Regions from separate parts of the Anser cygnoides genome. Here region 1 is linked to region 2. A link is a contact called in public Hi-C data. All regions are on one chromosome and are shown on one strand. The core of a region is the stretch at or near the end of the contact, and the rest is flanking DNA. Distances in the headings are between cores, read along the strand shown. Region 1 has its middle 61 kb from the start of EDA2R. Region 2 holds the start of EDA2R (ectodysplasin A2 receptor).

Region 1 (5,777 bases), core at 1,149-3,648, 61 kb before region 2:
TCTTTGTGATCCAACATTTTCAAATGAAATGTATCATCTTGTCCTTTCCTATGATAATAAATACTTGTCTATTAAAACACTTCCCCTCACTCCCCACCCTCCCTAACTCCATTATCATTGTGGTACCTTTGTGGCTACCTGAAGAGGCAAGTATCCCCAGTATCACTCTAGCCTGTTCACTAAGGCAATGCATAGCAAGACATTCATGTTTCCTGTAAAGCCCATTATTTTTATATTAGGCTGTTCACGCGTGCTGCTTGCCATAAGATCTCAGGCCATATTATTTACTAATGTCCACACAGTCGTATCTGTACAGAACTTTACCCTGCCCAGGGCTCCCAGCAGGTCTGTGGCAGAAGTGGCTTTGAGCACCTTTAGCGAGTGGTAACTGGATCTGCTTGTGCTGCTGGTGGACCTGGTGATTTTGGTTTTGGCATCACTTGCTAGAGATGAAGTGATCTATAACCAATGTATGGGGCAGAAGTAGGGATCCCAGGGGTTTCTGCTGTTCCTCATCAGCCTCTGCTGCTGCAAACTTCCTGCAAGTTTCCCAAAAATGCCTGGGATAACTTGTCACAGGGAGTTAAGGCAGGAAATGAAAGTATTAAGAGCACATGAAGCCAGTATGCTAATTGTCTGTCCCACAAGACTTGAAAAATGTTTTATGAAAAAACTTGTTTCACTGGAGATCTAGCCAGAAAAAGGAATCACCAGCTACCATGTAAAAATCAAGGTTTTTTACATAGTATTGTTTATATTTTAAGCTATTTTAAACTGAATAAACCTCAGGTGAAAAATTTTCTGTAAGAAACTTAAAATAATATTTTATAATTTCCTATTGTGGACACCTTGTTTTCTGCTTGAACAGTTTTGTTTTTTTTTTTTATAGGAATCTCTTGCTCTTCTAAGCAAAGAGCCTGTGTTTCTTTCATTAGGACACAGACATTGAAGAGCCATAATTTTTCTCCCTGTCTGTCCTTTGACTGCCTGTGTTAAGGCTTCCTGTCAGGTTGCTGTGGCCTGAACCCACCTGTGGGTTCATGTCACCAACTTCATCACTCCCAGCTTAAAGATTTTTTTCACTGATTTAGCATGCCCACAAAGAAATAAATTAATCCCTGCTGTAGATGCACCTTGTTCCTCCTCTGCTGTTCTTGTCCCCTGGAAAATTGCTTCCTCTGGTGCAGTCTGTGCAACCAGGCACTTGCCCCAGTTTCCTCCCATGGATGGACAATTCTAAAGGCTTGAGAGACACAACAGTTTGGCTATATTGATTTTGAAACATTCAAACTTGCTTTTAATGCCTTTGCTAATGAACCTGCTGGCCTAGTATGATCTCCTATAAGCTTCTTCTTTTACTTCTTCAGGGAGCACTTTGTAAAATAATGTAGGCCCCAAGAAAAGGTTTTGAAATGTAAAATGCTGAAACAATGTGAAGAAAGGATTGCAAAACTACTGGTACTTTGCTGGGCCCAATGAATCATAGAATGGTTTGGTTTGAAATGGATCTTGAGGACCATCTAATTCCAACCCCCTGTGCCATGGGCAGGGACACCTCCCACTAGATCAGGTTGCTCAAAGCCCCATCCGATCTGGCCCTGATTCTTCATGGGAAGATTGCCAGATCTTTTATTACTTGATTTAAACCCTATTGAAACAAATATCAATGAGTTCTAAACAGGGATTTAAAAATCCTTATAAAACTTTTCTGGGATTATGGGATTGGAGAAGAGGAATCACCTTGCCATGAGTGTTAGCAGGCATCAGACACTTCATTTTAACCAATACATGCTACAGTAATTTCCTTGGTTAATGTGTTTTGAGCCCTTTTGGAGGAGAGGATGCTGCAGCAATATCCCATCATCATATGAAGTTTAAAACTGAAATCCTATCTCTGCTGATAGTGGTGAAACATAAGCAATGTGAAAATTTACTTTCCCTTTTCAATGTATCTTACTGATTTGCCAATCATTACATTTTAGTAAGAAGAAAGCAGTGGTTTGAAGTAATAATAAGCAGTTCTAGAAGCAGTGTTGTTGGTAGAGTCTTCAACCTCTTGGGTAAATGGGGAAGTCTAAAAGATTAGCACTGACTGTAAATCTTAAAACTTTGCCTAGCATCTTAAATGATCAATCTCCAAATGAAAGTCCAGTTTAGAAAGGGGTCTCAGTAGAGAAGAATGGGTTCAAGACATTTGGAGACACTACTGAGTAGGCAGAAAAAAGTGTTTCCAGAAAGATGGATGTCACCTGGAAGAATTGAGAGGTTTTTTTTAAAAGGTTCCAAATAAGCATGTGTTTGTTAATGCAAGCTGCGACAACATTAAGGTGGCAAGAAGCCCATGAGGAATAAATAGAAATGATGCTGTGAGCACGCAATCAGCTATGAGTCACCAGCATTCCTTTGCTACTCACATCATAATGGGAGCAGAACATCTGGGCAGTGTAGTTCTTAAAAGGGCTGAGCATCTGCCAGATCAGGCAAGGAAAAAAAAAAAAGGCATTTTCATGAGTCCTTCTAAACCAGGCATGAATTCTTCCCCATGCTCTGAATCGAATATGAAGCAACATCATTCTTTAGTTCCATGACATTTTAGAAAGGATGATTCCCCATTATTCCCCCTGGAAAATGTGTGTGTGTGTATGTGTGTATATACACATGGTTATATGTATATAAGCATAAAAGCCTCATTTGAAATATGTCCCTCATAGAAACAAACAAGAGGGGCAGACCTTTTCTAAGTTTGCAGGAACTAGCAGAATTAGATCACAAATTTGGTTCAAGATCTTATATGAGATTGGATCACATTTTGGCACTTGTTGCAGTTACCACCCTTCCATGATGCCTTGCAAGTTAGAATAAATACACACTTAATGGACCCATCTGGGACTTTCTGCTCAAAGTCAAACCCAGAGGCTCTTCAGTGGTATCACCAAGTTAAAATCTCCCTCCCCGGACTGGAAAATCAGATTTTTGTTTCAGTTTCTGGAGACTGAGAAATGAAATCCAAACCAGGTGCAAGGAAATTCTCTGCTCATTAGCAGCTTCACCTGCTGTCATGGTCTATTTAACTGCTATTCCCCCTCAGTAAATCACAGCTTGCTTAGAACACTACAGGTACAGATTTGTAGTGAAAATGAAGAGCTCATTTAAGCAGTGAAGGAGTTAATTACTGGTAAAATAGCCAAAGTCAATGAAAGTAAATATGGGTCATGTGAAACCGAGAGGGTGTGTGGCAATCAATAAGCTGGTGTCAGGATAAGGCCACTAGGGCCTATTCTACCCAGATTTGGAACTGCCTGTATTTTGGTACAGGATCTTTTCTGAAGACAGGCAAAGGTTTAGCTGTTTTTGAATATTTTTAGGTCGAAGTCTTGCAAGCACTTGTGCTATTTCCCATCCTTCCCATTACTTGAGGTGACCTTCCCATAATGATCCCCACTTCTCCATGTGACTGGTGGGACCTTGTCCTTTCTGGTCTCTTCTTCCTATTTGTTTTGTCTCCTGGTGAGGCTGAGCTAGTCGTCCTAGGAACAAAGCCATGAGGGGGAGGAGGGTGCATTTTTCCTTTGCCATGATTAATGGTCAGTGTGCTTGGAGCTAATAAGTGAGATGAGTCTTTAAAACAACATTCATCAAAGGAAAGAGCTTGTTGGTTGCTAATTTATGAGAGAGAGTGATTACCCTCCCTCTGTGGGCTGCTAATCCAGAACTGACTCACTGACTAAAATTGTTTAAACCATAATATTCCTGAAGTATTACATTTCAGATTGAGGCTTAAAGGGCCAGGAGCATAACTGGCTGACACCGTTATGCATGTGTCCTCATCTATCTTGAGGGAATACTGTGGCAGCAGAAGCAAACCCCAAAAGCTCCGGTGGTAGAGCATGCCTCTCTGGTTCTCCCAATAACCCCAGTGCTGTCCCCCTCCTCCCTCTCGCCACGTGCTTTGCACATGAAAGCCACGCACTTTGAAAAGAGGCAGTACACTTAGGAAATTGGTAATTTGAATAAAGAGACAGAAAAGAGATTCTTTTCAGTGGTGTCTTCTGAGTGGCTTGGTCAGGTAAGCTTTCATAAGGCACACCAGCTGTCTGCAGGCAGAATTGGAGTGATTCTCACAGCTACACTCGTATCCAAACTGTGTAACTAAATCATTTGCCCAGCAAGGGGAAGTTGTTCTCAGTGGGAAGATCTCCTTGCGAGCCTTGCTTCCTTGAAGAGTTTCTTTGCCTCCAGCAAACGCCCACACAGGAAGACTGAGACAGACCCTCCCGTGGAAAGCTCTTCTACTTTATGTGGAAACTAAAAATCATCTAAAAATGAATCAGTTACTTAGCGGTCTAGTAGAGGACTAATCATCTATCAGCATGGCCACCTAAGTAGGAAGAGATGCACCCACTCCAAGCTGGTGCAGCTGAGCCCCACGAGCATCTCCACTGGAGGCAGTGAATCTCCTCTGCTGCCTGAGGGGTGGGGACAACACTCAGAAATACACGGTCTCGCACAGGAATGTGCGTGGTGTATGCCTGGGACTTTGGCAGGGACCATACAAAGACTTGCTTTTATAAACCCAGCTCCAGAGTTTCTATTCTGGTTGTCCCAGTTGAGTGTCTGGGCACTTGTCCCAGGAGGAGAGAGCTGGCAAGCAAGCAGCAAGAAGGATTCGTGCTGGTTCGGGGAACGGGCTCCTCAGCCCCGCCGCACAGCCAGTTCTCAGCCTTTGAGCTCCCCGCGCGCGGTCGGGCCGGGACGCCCGGCGGGATGCCCCTGGGATGCCCCCCGGGATGCCCCCGGGATGCCCCCCGGGATGCTCCCCGATGCCCCCCGGATGCCCCCCGATGCCCCCCGATGCCCCCCCGATGCCCCCCGCGGGGCGCCGCCGCTGCCCGGCCACCAGGTGTCACCTCTGCGCCGCTCCGCTGCTGCCTCGGGGCCTGGCAGGAGCTCACCCGTGGGCTGCGGGGTGGGGGAACCACCCCAAAAGCGAACTAACAGACCGACCCTGTTAACTCATCCCATTTCTGGAGCTCTCGGCCCGCATGCGTCTCCCACAGAATCTGCGGGTTCCCTGCTCCACGCTCTCCGTTTGTTGGTTTCCTGCTTCCCTGTTTCCCAGGCTCTGATCCAGACGCTTCTTCAAAACTGGGTTTATTCAGGTGCTGAGATGTGTGCAATCCTGACTTCCTTCTGGAAGTTTCCATCCAGCCTCGAAGGCAGCATCTTGGATAGCATCAGGAGTTCCTGTTTGCTGGCTGGCCTGTCCCGTTCGGCTGAGCATAGCCTGCAGCGCAGGCACAGAGCGCTGGAGGCAAGTTACAGACTTGCACTCTCTGTCATAGTTTCCTCCTGTATTTGTATAATGTTCAGCAAGCAGTTGTTAGAACTGCCTACATCCTAGTAATTCTGTCAACTTGGAGACAAGTTTGGATTGGTTATGCAGTTGCTAAAATACAAACAAATATTAAAACAGTCAAAGAAAAATACAGGCTTTGGAGAATGATCAGAAAGATTTTTTTTTTCTTGGAGTCTTTCTCAGGTTTCTGCAAATTGCTTAACAAAAGTTAAAGATCTGAAAACGACACCGAAACCGATATGAATTATATGTTTGGGTTTCTTGATAGCCTGTGAATGGAAGCCTCCTGTAACCCAGTTCTGCAAGTATTAATGCGATTTTAACTTTCACTCCATGTCAGAAAAGCATTTAATGTCTTAATACTTCCACTTGATAGTGCTCCCAAATTGACCCTGTGATCTGCTTCTACCTTGTCAGAAAA
Region 2 (6,644 bases), core at 2,526-5,025:
AGGATTGGACGTGAAGACATACGGCAATGAGAAGCTAAGGGAGCTAAATTTATCTTGCAAACATCTCGGGAGGGGCACGATCACAGCCTATAAATAGCGTAAAGGTTACTGACACTATAGAATAAATAAAGGAAATTTGTCACCATCTCAGAAGGTGGTGAAGAGGGACCTCTGTGCCACTGTCAAAGGACAAACATTCAAGTTCAGCATTAGGCTCCTGCTACGGGCTGAATGAAGGAGGAGAAATAAAAAGCCAGGAGACAGGCCGAGCACAGGCGATAGCCACCACGCCAGCAGGCTGGCAGGCTGCTGCTCCGAGCCCCAGGCCCCCAGGCCTTGGTAGGATCCCATCACACCGGGCTGCCCAGCCAGCGCTGCCGGTACGCCGGTACCTGGGGCTGAACTCAGAGAAAAGAAGGCAAGACTTCGGGCTGCCTGCCTATCAGCTCTCCAAAGCGTCCTCGTAATACAAGAAAGAAATACAGATGACAAAGAAAGTCTTGGTGAAACTGTAATGCAAACAACTTCTGCTGACATGACCTCTTTCTCTTGTGAATTTACAGACTTTTCTGCACGTCAGAAGGGTTTGCAGATACGAACACATCCCTTCCAGACTATCTCCCCAGGAGGGGCACAGCTTAAAGCAGTTTGCCAAATAGAGAAAGTTACACAGGCAAAAGGAATCTTATGCCAGTGCAAGTACGCGTACATTAGGACACCTGCCAGCATGACGGTATCGCTGAGGGATGGTGGGGGAAACATCACACCACAACCACGCCGCAAAACTGTGAAGCATAGACCAGGCCTGCTGTTTCTCAAGCCACAATTTAATGATAAGTGGAATGAAAGCTTTCTTGAATATCTGGCATGAAATTCAAAGTGATGGTACTTCTTAAAAAAACTTATTTTAACAATACCAGAACACCAAGACATTTAATTTGTAAATGAAGCACACATCAAAAACCACATAGCACTGCCCTGGAAAAGCAGCAATTTCTGATTGTCTAATAAACAACAAAAATGACTAGCCCTAATTAGCTGAAAGTAAAAAACAAAAACAAACAACAAAACCCTCCCACCTCTCTGAAAACTACAGAGGATCTAAAGGTGACTGCCAAAGAGGAATACAAACATGGTATGGTATCAATGTACTTGTCAGCTGGAAGGCAGCAAAACGTACTGCCATTGTTTCAAGACATGCGAAATCTTCTAACTTAAAAGTCATAACTTGTTAACGTACTTTTTTATCGTCTTAACGGGACAACTTGCCTGAGTTGGGCGAGCAGGGTGTGCTCCCTGCTGCGTTATTACTGAGACAGCAAAAACGTGAATTGCTGAATGAATTTCATCAGATCATCATCATCAGATAAAAAAGCATTTCCTCAAAGCTACAGTGCGAGTCCCAGATCATTTACCTCAGTGACAGTTCTGGAGCTCTGATTCTCTTTTTCCAGTGTAAACTAAGTTTTCAAAAAAAATTAAACTATATGGGAATCTGGACTATTTATAAACTCCCTTTTGTGTCCAGCTAACAGATTGTGGTAGGGAATAAAAAGGAGGAGGAAATAAACGAAAGGGTACACACAAAAAAAAAGTCAATTACAAACGATGTTGCTCCTGGTCCCTGCCATGTCACCACCGCAGCAGGTACAGAGGTTGGGCAGGGCAGGACCTGCAGCAGGTCAGCCCCACGAGCCCCTGCCCTGGGCCACCCCTACGTGGGCACACAAGCCCCCCCCGAGGAAGGGGTGGGGGTCTCTGCCTGCCCCCGCTGCTGGGAGAGCCCTGAGCCAAGACCCCTGCTTCAGGCGCCCTTGTGTCCGCGCACAGGGAACAGCTCCTGGGCACGGCTGCTCGAGCCAAGGGGCCGGCCAAGCAGATCCCTACGGGCGGCCTCATGAATGAAGTTACCGCCTAGCAGAGCCAGGAGGCACCAGCAGGAAGGACCTCAAAAGGAATGTCGGTATGTATTGAAAAACAAAACTAGAGAACAAATATCCCAAATAAAAACTGCAAATGAAAAGGAGGGAGGAAAAAAGAAAGGTTATTTGGAAAATATGACTGCATGTCTTGCATATGGCAATGTCTACCCCCAGCCTCTTGCTCAGTTATTCCTCCACTCGCGTTCATTAACCCGGAGTCCTTTTCACCAGGCAGCATTTCTGTGTGCCTTCCTACACTAACCAGCATGCGGGGAGTGACCTGCCACCCCTAGGGGATGCCTGGTGGACCAGAAGACTGCTCAGAGAAACAAAATAGGGGGAAAAAAGGACTTACTCTGGATCTTCCCATGCTCTTTTTGGAAATCAGCATGTTTTCCAACACGTTTGGAAGTTCCGATCACAAAATTGTCCACTAATTACTTGGCATGGAGTGGCTGGAAACTTATATTTGCTTTAGAGGAAAGCATCCTAACGGCAGACGAGAACGGGAGGTACTCTGGGAGAAGCTGCATCTCTCTTTACTGCCCTGCAGTAGTCCCAGGGCTGCAGCGTTCACTTTCTGCTCCTCGCGTTCCAAGTGCAAAGGGAGATATTTGAAACTCTACCAAAACCACCCACAATACAGGACACGGTGCATCACTCCTGTTTCCGCTGTTGTTCCCATTCAGTTTTAGAGTCCCACAGAACACCCCCCCGGCCACAGCCTCATCCCTGCCCACAGCGGCTGCTCACCAAAGGCCCCAAGGAAGGGCTGCCCACACCAGCAGGAGCTGCATGAGAAACTGCGGTGGGCAAATGGGGCCTGGGAAAGAATAGAGCATCCTAGAGGAGCAGACACCCTCAGTAGCAGGATACCTTCAATCACAGGGCCCCCATGTACATATGTTCATATAAACTGAATGAAATTCTGGTCATCCTTCTTGGGTGTCTGTGGCTCATGAGATATCTCAACTAAGACTTCCAAAACTCCTACCAATTTACATGAAACCTTTGATTTTTATCTGTTTTTTTTTTCTTTTTTCCTTTCTTTTTTTTTCCTCCCCACGTTTACTCATTCATAACCGTCACCGTCTTGCTTGCAATAACAACTCCGGTTACCTGCAGCGTCTATTTTTCCCTCCAATTCTTACTACAACTGTGAACACCCTCGCACAGGTACGGCGAGAGGGAGAAGGGGCGCGTAACCCGAGTACCAACCGCTGCGCACAACTCGCCAGCGGTACTCACGCACCCACGCGCGGCCGGCCCGACCCCGGCCCGAAGACGGGCCCCGCCGGCGCCCCCCGCCGCCCACCCTGGGGACGGCGGCAGGGCGCGGGGATATGCCCGGGCACGCCCCGCCGAGGGGCCCGACGGCTCGCCACCAGCTCGCCACCAGGTCGCCACCGGCCCGCCACCGGCTGCCCCCGTCCCACCGCCCCCGCACCGGCCCCCACGGCCGCGGCACCCCCGGCCCCGGCGCCACGGGCCCGGACACGGCGCCGGGGGCGGCCGCAACCGCGCGCTGCGCCGCTCCCGGCGCCGCCACCCGCCGGCGGCCCCCGCCCGACGGTGGCACCGGCACCAGCGAAACGCCGGGAGCCGCTGCCGCGGGCGGGCGAGCGGCTGCGTGGGCTCCGCCACTCACCTGCGTCCCGGCGCGCGTGGGGCAGGGCTCCGCGGGCAGGCTGCGGGGCTCCGCGGGCAGGACGCGCGGCGTGCCGCGGGCAGAGCGCCGCGGGCAGGACGCGCCGCGGGCAGGACGCGCGTGGCTCCCGGACAGGGCGCGCGTGGCTCCCGGGCAGGGCGCGCGGCGCCGCGTGGAGCGAGGCGCGCCGCGGGCAGCGCGCGGGATCCGCACCCGGGCGGCCCCGCCCCGCCGCCTCCCATTGGCCGCGCGGGCCGCCTGGGCGGGGCTATGCAAATCGCAGGTCCCGCGAATCCGGGCGGCCTCGCGTGCGGGGTCCCTGCCTCCCCCCCTCCGGCTCCGCACCCCGCGGCTCAGGCGACCTCTCTCCTGCGGGTGCTTTTGCTGAGTCTCAGAGCTGCCCCCAGCAGGGTGTAAGGAGACCTCAGGCTGGGACAGCCCGACGGGGTTGCGTGAGATCCCACGCAGCAGCCACCTTCCCCGCTGCGTCGTCCCCAGGCCCTCTGATTTCCCACAGCTCCGTCCTTCAGCCAGCTGGAAGATGGAATCTCCACAGGGAAAAAGCTCAGCTGGACTCGTTCTGCGGAGGGATGGGGCTGGCTTCCCTGCTCACACGGGCAGTTTGCCTCTCGCAGGTCCGTGTCTGTGCAGCCGGCCCGCACCGTGCGGCTGCTGCTGCTCCTGCATCGGTCAGGCAGCAGCGGAGTGCGAGCGGGTGCTCGGCTGCAGGGCTTACACACAGCCAGGGCGGGCAAGGACGTTACCATCAGCTCCCGCACTTTGGAGAGCTGATAAGAGAGTCGTTTAACTGGGAAAAATTAAGTCAGCAGAGGTCATATGTAGAATTATTTTCTGCTCCGAAGCTGACTGAATCGAGATGGAAGCCTTGCAGGCAGAGCATCCAGCACACCGCACTGTGCCGACGGGGTGGGTTATCCGAACAAACCGCCCCACCTAGTCAGAGCTTCCCCGAGCCGCGGGGTTCGTGGTGGTCCTGCTGGCAGCCAATGCACAGCTGCTGGGGCGCTGGGAAGGCGCGTTTCAGTGGTCAGCATGGGCCCTCCAGAGCTGGGGCTGAGACTGAAACCTCCCTGTCTCCCAGCTCCTTTCAGTGAGATTATGCTGTCCCCTTTGTGGCCTTATGTGAGCCAGAGCAGAGTGCTAAGAGATCTGGAAATGTTATTACCCTGTTTTACTTTTCCCCCATTCAGATCACCGACTTGACCCATCTCACCTTACAGCCGCAGGCACGAGCAGCAGCGCTGCCCCACGCGTGTCTGCAACTGCTTAACAGCCACCTGGGGAGGTGCAGCACTGGCCTTTGGGTGGCAGCACAGACTTAGGCTGGCTGTAGTGGCTCATGAAACTGCACACAGGAGTGACTGGCTGCGTGATGTTGGCCAGACACCTGATATTCCAGATGAAGGGATCTGTTGGGTAGGTAAAGTGCTGTACATCCAACAGATTTGGATGTATTTCACAGCCTAAGGCCTTTCAGATGTTAGCTTCAGCCTACAGAAACATGTCCTGAGACATTTAATGGTGTGACTCTAATTACCTGATATGTTCGGGGTCACGTTCTCTTCATTGAGTTATAATTATGAAACATAATTGGCAGCATTACTGTATTACAATAAAAATTAGCATAACCATGAATCCCGAAGAAGGGAATCTGTTTAACAAGCTTTTCTTATACACTGGAATGTTTACAACAGTAGAGGGCCCCAACTCCAGGCACGAATATATCGTGGGGGCAATTGCAGACCATAAACACCCCACCTGCATGCAGACACACACAAACACACAATCCCCCAGCTGAAACAGCTTAATCATGCACTTGGCACAAGATGTGGTGAAGAAATCACAGCCATTTGGACACCTTACACCTTTCCCTCCACTTCAGATCAGCACTCTGCCCAACCCTGCCTAAGACTTCACAAATCATATTTTAACCACATGGGGAGGTCATGAAATGCGATGGGAGTGGTGCAGAATTCCCCTCTTTGCACATGCTGTGATGCACCTGGCATCCAGCTGAAACCTGGAGGAGGTGCTCCAAGGGAAATGCCCAGCACAGTGTTCAGGTGAAGTCTCATCCCTGCCAGGCCGACATTTCTCCAGTTTTAGTTCTTGTTTCGTGGGCAAGGCCACCTTTTCAGAAGCACCTTTGGTTGCTTACCTTGTGAGAGAAGCTGCTTTGGGCTGAGATCTACTGACTTTTCTCTATGAAAAATCTTGTGATTGCATAAGATATAGCTGAGCAGTAGAGTTTTCAGGTGATTTGTGACTTATATGTTCTTTGATTCAATGCCTTTTCCATTTACAGTGCTCAAAATAATAGAGCACGTATTCAAAGGAACTTACTCTCTTACCTGGTTGTATGGTGTTTCCTGCATCTATCCATCTAGCTCAGTGAGAATGGTTTCTTTTCTCCAAGGCCATTACATGAACTAGGTTTTTCATGTGATCACCCCATGCATGCTATGACTTCTCTGTACACGTCAGTTATGATTTGTTGCTGGCATTTTTTAAAGGTGCTTAGAAGGCATTTGGCTTCTATAAGATACGGTATTTTGGTTCTCTGGGGCTTGAGTCGTAAAACTAGGCAAGACTTTTTCAAGACACGACTGTGCTTCCCAGTGCTCACAACATGTTCCTAAACCTGGGACACTGAGCTGCAAGTCTAACCGTGAGCTGGACGCTACCTGTGATGTACAAGCCAGAACACAGGTTTCGAGATTCCACCTGAATCCAGGTTCCTCCAAAAGAGACCTATGCCTCCAAACCCACCCAGACTGCCCTGTCCGCATGGGTTGACAATGACAGCTTGACAACACTTTAACAACTTCATACCACTCTCAACGCCAGTGTAAGCATCCAGCAACCAGGCTTTCTCCTCTTCACACCCATGGGATTCAACCTCATGGGGTGCACACTGAACCCACCTTACCCATGTGGACAGGTTAGGGTTAGGGTTAGAGGCAGAGGCAGCCATGCTCACTTTCTGCACACAGCCTGAGGGAAAGGGGTCGATGGCACTATCTGCTTTTACACAAGCACCCATTGACTAAGTG

The links. Hi-C and Micro-C count contacts between places; a contact is called where the count stands out from the background.
Region 1: a contact with region 2 is called in a Hi-C map of liver, with 2.2 times the contacts expected there. The contact joins the enhancer-like site here to the promoter of EDA2R in region 2. A contact is called at or near these places in 4 of 7 Hi-C or Micro-C datasets (granulosa cells and liver).

The regions. Positions count from the first base shown.
Region 1 is chr13:21,513,187-21,518,963 of Taihu_goose_T2T_genome, reverse strand. No RefSeq gene overlaps it. Among named protein-coding and RNA genes, the nearest start is that of EDA2R, 61 kb to the right of the region's middle. Within about 2 kb of position 2,398, at least 1 of the 3 cell types and tissues checked has open chromatin away from gene starts, as enhancers often do.
Region 2 is chr13:21,452,343-21,458,986 of Taihu_goose_T2T_genome, reverse strand. It overlaps EDA2R (ectodysplasin A2 receptor), which reads right to left and starts at 3,775. Exons shown (of 9, transcript XM_067004827.1): 1 at 3,571-3,775.